Linked DNA regions of Gossypium arboreum: region 2 is linked to region 1. A link is a contact called in public Hi-C data. All regions are on one chromosome and are shown on one strand. The core of a region is the stretch at or near the end of the contact, and the rest is flanking DNA. Distances in the headings are between cores, read along the strand shown.

What was found. Hi-C and Micro-C count contacts between places; a contact is called where the count stands out from the background.
Region 2: a Hi-C map of leaf shows a contact between it and region 1, with 2.7 times the contacts expected there. The contact joins the promoter of LOC108477412 here to the promoter of LOC108476579 in region 1. A contact is called at or near these places in 2 of 5 Hi-C or Micro-C datasets (both in leaf).

Annotation. Positions count from the first base shown.
Region 1 is chr12:13,334,703-13,339,657 of ASM2569848v2, forward strand. It overlaps LOC108476579 (probable galacturonosyltransferase 9), which reads left to right and starts at 1,869. Exons shown (of 4, transcript XM_053023589.1): 1 at 1,869-2,296; 2 at 2,649-3,884; 3 at 4,250-4,525. The coding sequence starts at 2,126. The coding sequence ends at 4,525.
Region 2 is chr12:13,574,786-13,579,931 of ASM2569848v2, forward strand. LOC108477412 reads right to left here and starts at 3,332. Exons shown (of 11, transcript XM_017779951.2): 1 at 3,186-3,332; 2 at 2,251-2,371; 3 at 1,996-2,066; 4 at 1,873-1,922; 5 at 1,720-1,793; 6 at 1,574-1,636; 7 at 1,126-1,213; 8 at 629-691; 9 at 479-558; 10 at 324-395; 11 at 1-233. The coding sequence starts at 2,282. The coding sequence ends at 152.

The DNA of each region.
Region 1 (4,955 bases), core at 619-3,118:
TTAAATAAAAGAAACTTCCTGTAAAAACTTTGCTTCTTGCTGTCAAAGAAATTAAAAATCATGGAGGATAAATTTGATCGTCGATAAAAAGAACTATCACTTTGAGCAAGATCGTGCTGATAACATGTTATAAAATAAAGAGAGATGTGGAGAATAAAGAACAAATAAAATATGAAAGCATTATAAAATGTACTTATTGATCAAAAAGGGTAATTACAATGCTTCATCAGAGTCTCTATTTATGGGTATAAGAAGTATAAAAGAAGTAGAGATCTAATTCTAATAACTATTAGAATTTAAAGTATTTTAAAACTTTATCTTAATCATGTTGGACATCCACTTAATAAGATATTCATAACAAATACATTTTTATTAAATATCATAAAATATAAACGCATATATTTGACTTTGTCATTACAAATATTTTTATTTATTTATAATATTTATGGCATTTATAGGTAAGATTTTAATTTTATTAAAATAATTGGTTGAATGAACTTAATAAGAAAACTTATAAATAAAAAATTTGATTCCATTAAAAGAAATTTATTGAATGGATTTATATAATAAATAAAAATAAAATTTATATTAATTATTTTATATTTAAATTGTTATGGTTACATTAACAAAAAATAAAACAAAAAGAAAGTATGTTACTTTTATTTTAATTGTTTATTAACTTTATATTTTTTATATACAATTTTATATACAATATAATATAATATAATCTCTTATTTTATTTTATGGTTGTATTAATTATAGATATGGTCATTGTATTTACTTTTAAGAAAAATATAAAAGTTGAATTTGAAGAGTTTAATTTAAAAATAGTATTATAATAAAGAAATAAATTATATTAGGATCATTGTTATAGTTTTTAGGCACTAATAAAATAGTACCACGTTATTAAATTTTAAAAATAATAAAATATTATTATACATTTATTTATATTTAATATCTTCTCCAACTTAATTTAACTTTAATTAAATTACTTAAAATAATTAATTTTTAAATTATAAACAAACATCTTTTCTTCTTTTACAAATTTTAATCATTTTTTTCTCATAAGTTAATTTTTTTTGTGCAATCAATTTTTAAAAAATTAACATTTTTTCTGCACTTTTTTCCATATCATTGGTACATAATCGTGGTAATTATTTTACCATAAATCCCGAACCTAGAACCTTGAACTTCAAAGTTCAAGATTTGGATTCGAGATTTAAAGTTTAGGGTTCGAGTTTGGGTTTTGAGTTTGGAATTCAATGTAAAAGTTCAAGGTTCGGGGTACAAGTTTAGGGTTCAGAATTCAATGTTCAAGGATTCGGGGTATGGGTTATGAGTTATGAGTTCGGAATTTAGAGTTTTGGTTTAAGGTTACGAGTTTGGTGTTCAAGGATTCGGGGTATGGGTTATGAGTTATGAATTCGAAATTTAGAGTTTTGTGTTCAAGTTTAGGGTTTAGGGTTATAAGTTTTGGGCTTAAAGTTCGGGATAAAAAATTTATTAAAATTATGTGTCAATCATATGAAAAAAATTGTTAAATGTTATTAAATAATAGAAAAGGGACCATGAATAATGTGATGAGAATAATTTATAAAATAATTTCTCTATGGATGAGTGTATAATAGTAATTTTATATTATTAAAATTTGACTGGTAGTTAAAAATTTTACTTTATGTAAGTTATTCCCTTATAAAAATATTTGGACTGCTAAAGTAGGAATATATTTGGAAAGAAAAAAAAAAGAAAAGTTTTATAGAATTTAAGTGGTTGGATCAGTAATTGAAGACAATCGATCGAATTGAAAAAGTTATGGATCATATTGGTCCGGCCCATTACACATATAACTACGGATCTCACCCTCTTCAGTCAGCCCGACAAATTCTAACCATCTCAACGAACAATCCCTACACCCCCCCTCACCCTAAACACTTCCATCAATTTCTTCATTCCTTTTCTTCAGTTCATCAGTCAAATCTTAATAAATCAACCACATCTTCTAACCCTTTCATTGTCAAATCTCAGATCTCATTACTGTGTCATTCTTTATTTATTTATTTATTTAGTTTCACTAATCAGTCTAAGAGACGGACAGAAACAAAGCAGTGTAAATAGCTGAATTTCGATGGCTGTGGCTATCAGGGGAGCTCGCGGTGGCGGATCCGGCGGTGTTGGAGCTGGTTTCCGCGGTTTTTTTTCTTACAGGATCTTCGTCTCAGCCATGTTTTCGCTTCTCTTCATTGCCACTGCCACCGTTCTCCTCACTACTCGTCCTTCTACAACTCATCAGCACTCTGTAAATTTTTCCTTCTTCAAAATCCTTTATCATTTGTTCTGTTTTTGGTTTTTTCAGATACCCTTTTCTTTTTTCTAACTTGGGTTTTTTTAGCCTCAGTAACATGCCATTTATTTCTCTAATTCGGTGCTTCAAAATTTAAATCTATTTGGCTTTTATTCATACACTTTGGCGATTTGCTGAGCCTTTAATACTTCACAATCTAATCTCTCTCTCTCTCTCTCTCTCTCTATGGTTGTTTTCTGCTAGTCTCTAGGGCAGAGCTTGCAGTACTTTAAAATTCATTCTGTTTGGGGTTTTAAATACCCTTTTAGATGTTCTAACTATTTTCTTTTCCGGGGTTTTCTAGCAGAGGTTTCGAAGTGGCGGAAATGCTTACATGCATAGAACGTTTGTAGCATTGAACTCGGACCCTCTCAAAACAAGGTTAGATTTGATATACAGGCAAGCCAATGATCACATCACATTAGTGAAAGCATATGCAGCTTATGCAAGGAAACTAAAGCTTGACATTTCGAGGCAATTGAAAATGTTTGACGATTTGGCTAAGAATTTCTCCGATATTACATCTAAACCGAGGTATAAATCCTCTTTGTTTGAAACCGATGGGAATCTAGATGAGGATGTCTTAAGGCAGTTTGAGAAAGAAGTGAAAGATAGAGTGAAATTTGCTAGGTTGTTAATAGCTGAATCTAAAGAAAATTATGATAATCAGTTGAAAATTCAAAAGTTGAAAGATACTATTTTCGCAGTTAGGGAATTATTAGGTAAGGCAAAAAAGAATGGAGCTTTTGCGAGCTCAATTGCTGCCAAATCAATTCCTAAGAGTTTACATTGCTTGGCAATGAGACTGGTGGAGGAGAGAATTTCCCATCCGGAGAAGTACAAGGAAGACTTGCCTAAGTCTGAGTTTGATGACCCCGATTTGTACCACTATGCTATATTTTCTGATAATGTGATTGCAGTTTCTGTGGTGGTGAGGTCTGTGGTGAAGAACGCTGAGGAGCCTTGGAAACATGTGTTCCATGTGGTAACTGATAGAATGAATTTGGCTGCAATGAAAGTTTGGTTCAAAATGAGACCTGTAGAAGGAGGTGCTCATGTGGAGGTGAGGGCATTAGAAGACTATAAATTCATGAATTCCGCCTACGTGCCAGTTTTGAGGCAAATTGAGTCTGCTAAGCAGAGATTTTACTTGGAGCATAAGATGGAGAATGCTACCAAAGATGGGAGTAACACGAAGTTTAGGTATCTTGAGCATATGTCAATGTTGAATCACCTTAGGTTTTATTTGCCTGAAATGTACCCTAAGTTGCATAAGATTTTGTTCTTGGATGATGATGTTGTGGTTCAGAAGGACTTGACAGGGTTGTGGAAGATAGACTTGTCTGGAAAGGTGAATGGAGCTGTAGAAACCTGCTTTGGGTCGTTTCACCGTTTCTCTCAGTATTTGAATTTTTCACATCCTCTCATTAGGGAGAGGTTTAATCATAAGGCTTGTGCTTGGGCTTATGGGATGAATATTTTTGATCTTGATGCTTGGAGGCGTGAGAAATGCACGGAAACGTATCACAACTGGCAAAACTTGGTTAGTACATTATTTTCTTTAAAGAAACTTACTTATGTTTGATACAAATAGGAGTAATAATTTGTTAGCTACTGGTGTTACAGATCATTTCATGATTTTAATGGAGAAAGAGAAACAATGTTTTTACCTGCAAAAAATTGACAACACACTGTAAATAAATGATGACTCCTTTGTCCTAATGGTAATAGAGTGGTCTCGGAGGGAAAATTAGAAATGATGACAAATAAATACAACTTTTAGGAGTAAAACCAATTAATTAACTTCAAGTTTTAAATACAACACCTCAGTTTTGCTAATGGTTTGAATTATGGATCGAAGTTATGGAAGTGGATGTGTAATTAACTTTTAATTGATCTTCTGATCAGAATGTTGATCGGGCTCTGTGGAAATCAGGTACTCTTCCGCCTGGCCTGATCACCTTTTACTCATTGACAAAATCACTGGACAAATCCTGGCACGTGCTTGGACTTGGATACAATCCAAGCATTAGCATGGATGTGATCAACAATGCTGCACTCATTCATTATAATGGAAACATGAAACCTTGGCTAGACATAGCTATGAACCAATACAAGAATCTCTGGACCAAATATGTGGATAATGACATGGAATTCCTGCAGACATGCAATTTTGGAGTGTAGGTAAGTAAGTACTGGTGCTTCTTTCTCAATAATCAAGTAACAAAAATAGAAATTTTAGCGATTGTTCATATAGGCTTGCTATATTTCACCAACATTTACACTATTCTTTAGTTTAACTGCCAGAGTAAAGCTTAATGGTTTTATCTTTAGTTCTTTCTCCCCTTTATTAGGCTTACTATTTGTTTATTCTTAAATTTGCTGTTTTGTTCTTGAAGATGTCAAGCACGAATTGTACTGAACCAGATTATATATGTATACACTTAAATGATTCTTTGATAGTGAAATCTTTTCCATCAATACATTTGTCAACTTACAAAACTCGACATGTTAGTCTAGTTTTATGGCAATTCAAACTTACTTTCAGTTACTGTTATGTCTCTCAGGTTTGTTTGTCTGCTTTACAAGTTAGATTGAGAGTAAAAATTTCCCA
Region 2 (5,146 bases), core at 2,082-4,581, 240 kb after region 1:
TTAAAGACAACATATTCAGGTAGAACGCATCTGAGTCTGGGTAACATAAACTACATATACACAGCAAAGTAGAAAATATGCTACAGAACATAACTAAGTGCAGCCTGATGTCAAAAGGTATTGACACATTGTACAAGCAGTATGTAAGTGATCATATATCCATGTTATCAAATATTTCACCATCTTCCTCGTAACACAAGTTGTCAGCAGCAAAACCATCAGCCACCAAGTTACTGCAAGAGACAATATATGGTAATGAGGCTTAAAGATAATCATGAAGCTTGTACATAACTATAAATATCACAGAATACAATTAGACCCACCTTAAGCAGCAAAAGCTTGAACTCACTACACGCTTTAGTTTCCTATTGTAGAAGAAGAAACTGAATGACCATCTGAAAATATAACTCCACAACAGTTACTGAACAATCATGGCCCACTGACAACTCACTAAAGTATTAATATAATACACACTTACATTGCCCCTTTCTCCAGAAAGGGATCTGCATCAGAGTCTGGATTATAACTATAAATTTCGCACTCCGAGAGTTTCACAACCTGCATAACCGGGTATTTAAAATTTCCAGCTGCTGAGACTTGCATTTAGTCATTTCGAACTTACACTCACCTCATCTAGAGGCTTATAAATCGTTTCGAGGAGTGAACTGCCCCCATATGCCTCGATCCATTCCTGTCAATGATGTGAAGCAGGAAACTTAAATGCCAGGCACAGTGACTTATTTAAGGATAAAACATACCACAATTGAATGAATACTAGCTATCGCTCTTCTCACATACTACAAACCACTATCAACAGCATCAGCATCTTCCCCCAAATCCATCTCTTTCACCCCGAATGACATGAGCACAACACACCATTGGCCCAAAGTTTCATGAGTCTGATTAACTCCCAAAAAAACTGATGAACATGCAAATTCTAGACTAAAATCACTTAAGTTATATTCATGACCAGCATAAATACCACAAGAACAGGAGATAGGAGAGTGCAACAAGAGTATCTGCAAGTTACTTTTAGAGGAAATGCATATTCCTTCTCTCACAAATGTGCCCAATAATCTTTTGATATCCAATGTCAAGAGAATAAATGAATACTTATGCCAATACCTTTGACGCTTCAAGCATGTTGGTATCAAAAATCTGTTTAAAGGTATCCCAGCTTTCCTCTGTTAAGAACTGGTGTGCTTTAACTGCACTGGAACCACATCAGCACATGCAATATCATAATATAAGAGAACCATATAAGACACACATGAATGTCAGTATAAAGCATTCAATAGAACAAATAAGACTTGAATCAGACACAATCAAACCCGTATAACCAGAAGAATTAGATTTGGGAAATGGAGAGAATTGAACTCTCAGCTCCTCCAAGAGCGACAGTATGCTGAACTGTCTGTCAAAACCTTTTGACAACACTCCCATTGCAATAAAAGGAGGATTATATAGTGGGTTGTCAAGTCGCCAAATAAGCTGACAGTGGCATTACCCCATAATCCTCCTTTTAAACTCTCTTTGAAATGAAAATGTGCTGATGAAACATATACAGAGATACCTTAAGTCATAATCAGGATACATGTGATAGAGGGTAAGCACCAGATAAATCAATGTCTTCCGACTGAAATGCACAATAAAAATCTGGTCAAAAGTCATGAATGAACATAAATCAAACTACCTAAAACTGAATATAATATTTACAACCTTGATCTACTCAACAGGAATTCAACTGGTGAGGAGGAGTCAGTATCTGAGGATTTCCCCAGATAGTCAAGGATCTGATATGAAACAAGCATCAGAAACCAAAATTCTAAAGAAAATGGAGCCAAAAACATGATATGTTGAATGTTCTCAAACCTCATTCTCCAAACTGAGAGATAGTTTTTTATCTGTTCCTGTGTGTTTGCCTAGAAGCATGAAAAAATTGAGTTTGAACCAACATCTCCAAATGTTTGGGACAACTTATGTAGTTGAACTTACAAGAGTATGCTTCAAGTCTTCCTTTGATGGTACGCTCACCGAGGTTTAATTCACTCAAGAAATCATTTATTCTATAAAATAAGATACAAATTAAGTCAGACTTTAAATCAAAAGGCAGACAAAGATCATGGATCTAAGAAGGGTGAGGAAAATTTGTTACCATTCCATTTTCTAATAATTGAAAATTACCAGTCACGCAGAGTATACTCTAAGAACTTCATACAGAATATGTTCAGACGGATAATTGAAAATTACCGGTCAAGCGGAGTGTATTCTAAGAACTTCATACTGAATACGTTCAGACTTCAGACAGATTAATGGAATTTGCTGTTAATGATGCCAAAACTTGAAGGTCCTGCAGACAAAGAAAAGAAGACTAGAATGTAGAAACTATCAGTACAATGATGCAATCAAATAAAAATGCGTTAGGGCCAGAAGCTGGATTCATATATCAAAGTAAGTCAAACTCAAATGGCAAAACAAAATTATAAAACTAAAAATAGAATTTCAAATAAAAAAAAAAATCTTCATTTGTGAAACAAAAGCACACCCACACTAATATAGCCCTCAATTTTGTCACTTCCCAGCATAAATTTTGTCTCATCTCTATCTTCAATCCCATTATGCCATTATTGAAGATTTAAACATTGACAAAAGAAATCCCATTATTCCATTTCCCAAATCCATATTTAAATTCCATCCCGTGCATCAAGTATAAAGTCTAATACAAAAAATTGCTTGCCAAGGCTTACTGATTTGAAACTGTTCATCGTTGAGGAATTTGGTACTTCTGATTAGAGTCAAATTTATACTTTCACTCTATTTAAATATGGAATTTTGCTACTGCACATTCCATTTCATTGATTTATAAATAAAAAAAAATTAACAGGATTAGAATATTTCATGGAACAATTTGTTAATGTGATTGACCAATTTAGTGATTTTCATTAGTTTTAGTCCAAAAATCAACAAAAATGAAAGTATAACCGCAAAACTGAACGAATTTGAAATCCAACCGCAAACTTCAGACAATTTCACATGAACTGAATCAAAAGGAAACTACAAATGTAAAATCAAATTACAAAAAGTAAAAGAAGTTTCTAATTAAATGATAAAATCAAATCACAACAACAGAAAAGGGAATATACCCTTGGCTCGGTTCGATGTCAGAGAAGAAACGGAAAGCTTACCGGAGTTTCTGTTCGCCGGCGTTTAACGATTGGGCTTCCTAAGTTAGAAGAAAAGGGGAAGTTCTGAAAAGTGAAATCTCGTAAAAATCAGAAATAATTAGAATGAAAAGAAAAAGAACGTGGCTGATTTTTTTTATTTGTTTATTTATTTATTCGTAAATATATATTTTTACAAGGCCATAATGCAAAGTAGTATATTCATGGCATAAAATTATTACAAGTTTTTCAATATTCATCTTGGTCCCTCCGTCTTTCGATGTTGGCGGCAGGATTAATTTGTGATTCTTACAGAAGTTTGGGGGCTAGATATATATTTCTCATAATAGTTGTTTGACTAAATTATTATCAACTTCAACGAGTTTGGGGGCTGCATGCTTATACTTACTAACAATATTTTTTCGCCTTCCGAAATTATTTTTTTAATATTTAAAAATAAAAGTAATTTTATTTACTTATATTTTTGTAAAAATATTTTTCATATTGAAATGGGATTAGGAAATTGATTGGATAGAATTACGAGTATAGTTGATATGTTATAGGATTCATTTTATCGGAGTTATTTTTACTACAGGTGTATATCATTTCGATAATTTTCCAGGATACAAGGTGTTCGTGGGAACATACCACTTAACACCAAGTAGATTTTTATTAGATAGTTCTCTATATGGGTGTTCAAATGGTTAACTTAACCGAACTATATTAATCGAAATAACCGAACTTTTTAATCCTTTAATCATTAATTGAACAAAAAAAATTAATCGAACAGAAATATTTCAGTTAATTCGGTCGGTTAACCAAATTAACCAAATTATTTTTTTGGTTAAAACAAATATAAAATAAATAAATTGATAATATTCATTTGACCGAATTAATCGAATTAAAATTACATATAATTTGTATTATTTATTATTAAGTTTGGTTAATTCGGTTAATTACTCAATTTTTGAACCGAATTAACTGATAATCGAACTTCCAAAAAATCATTAATCGACCTCCGACCAAATTAGATCAGTTAACCTGTCGATTAATTGAATTAGACATGTTTGGTCTGTTAATATGATTTTAACTGAAATTTGAACACCCCTAGTTCTCTAGAACACTGGGTGTCCGTGAGCACATATCGATAGTTTCTCTTGAGCATTGGGTGTTTGTGGAAATGTATTATTAGTTCCTCAACATTGAGTGTCTGTAAGTGTATATTGGTTTGATAGTGAAATAAGCTGCGTATCCGTCTTTTAGTCCATGCCTGGTTAATAAGGGCTAAAATATTAATGTAATGTAGTTAAAATACATAGTGTTTTATAGATACATATACTTTGAATATGAAATTTATATGAGAACAATATTATAAAAAATAGATCAATATGCTTGATACTTGAAATTAGAATGTAAAATCCTGAGGGCATATCAATATGATGGATAACAAGAATTAGACATATAAAAAGCATATAAAAGAACATTTGTGTTACAAATTAAGAGTCCTAAGCGCCCTATGGTACTATGAAAACAAAATGAATTATTCAATATATGGAATTGAGATGCAAAGTGTATCATTAAGCTAGCAAATGAGGATTAATTTATTGGTTGGGCTATATCCTTGATAAACCGTAATATATACATGTTTTTATCCCATGCTTGGCATATTTTTGAATGAATTATCATAAGAGTTGATAAATTTGATTCTCCTAATCCTTTAATTTCATGTTTTATACTCAGGAGAGCTTAGGATAGCAAAAAGAGCAAGAAACGAGCCAAAAACGGACAAATTGGGCCTAATTCAGTGCTTCATACGGCCTCGGCACTTCTACACGGGTAATCCATATGCCCGTGTGTGACACATGGGTAGGCCACACGCTCGTTTGTCATGGCTGTGTCGACATTAAACCAAGTCAGAATTGCACACGGCCTGAGAACTTTTGCACGGGCGTGGCACACGGCCGTGTCCCTGTCGAGCCCAAGTC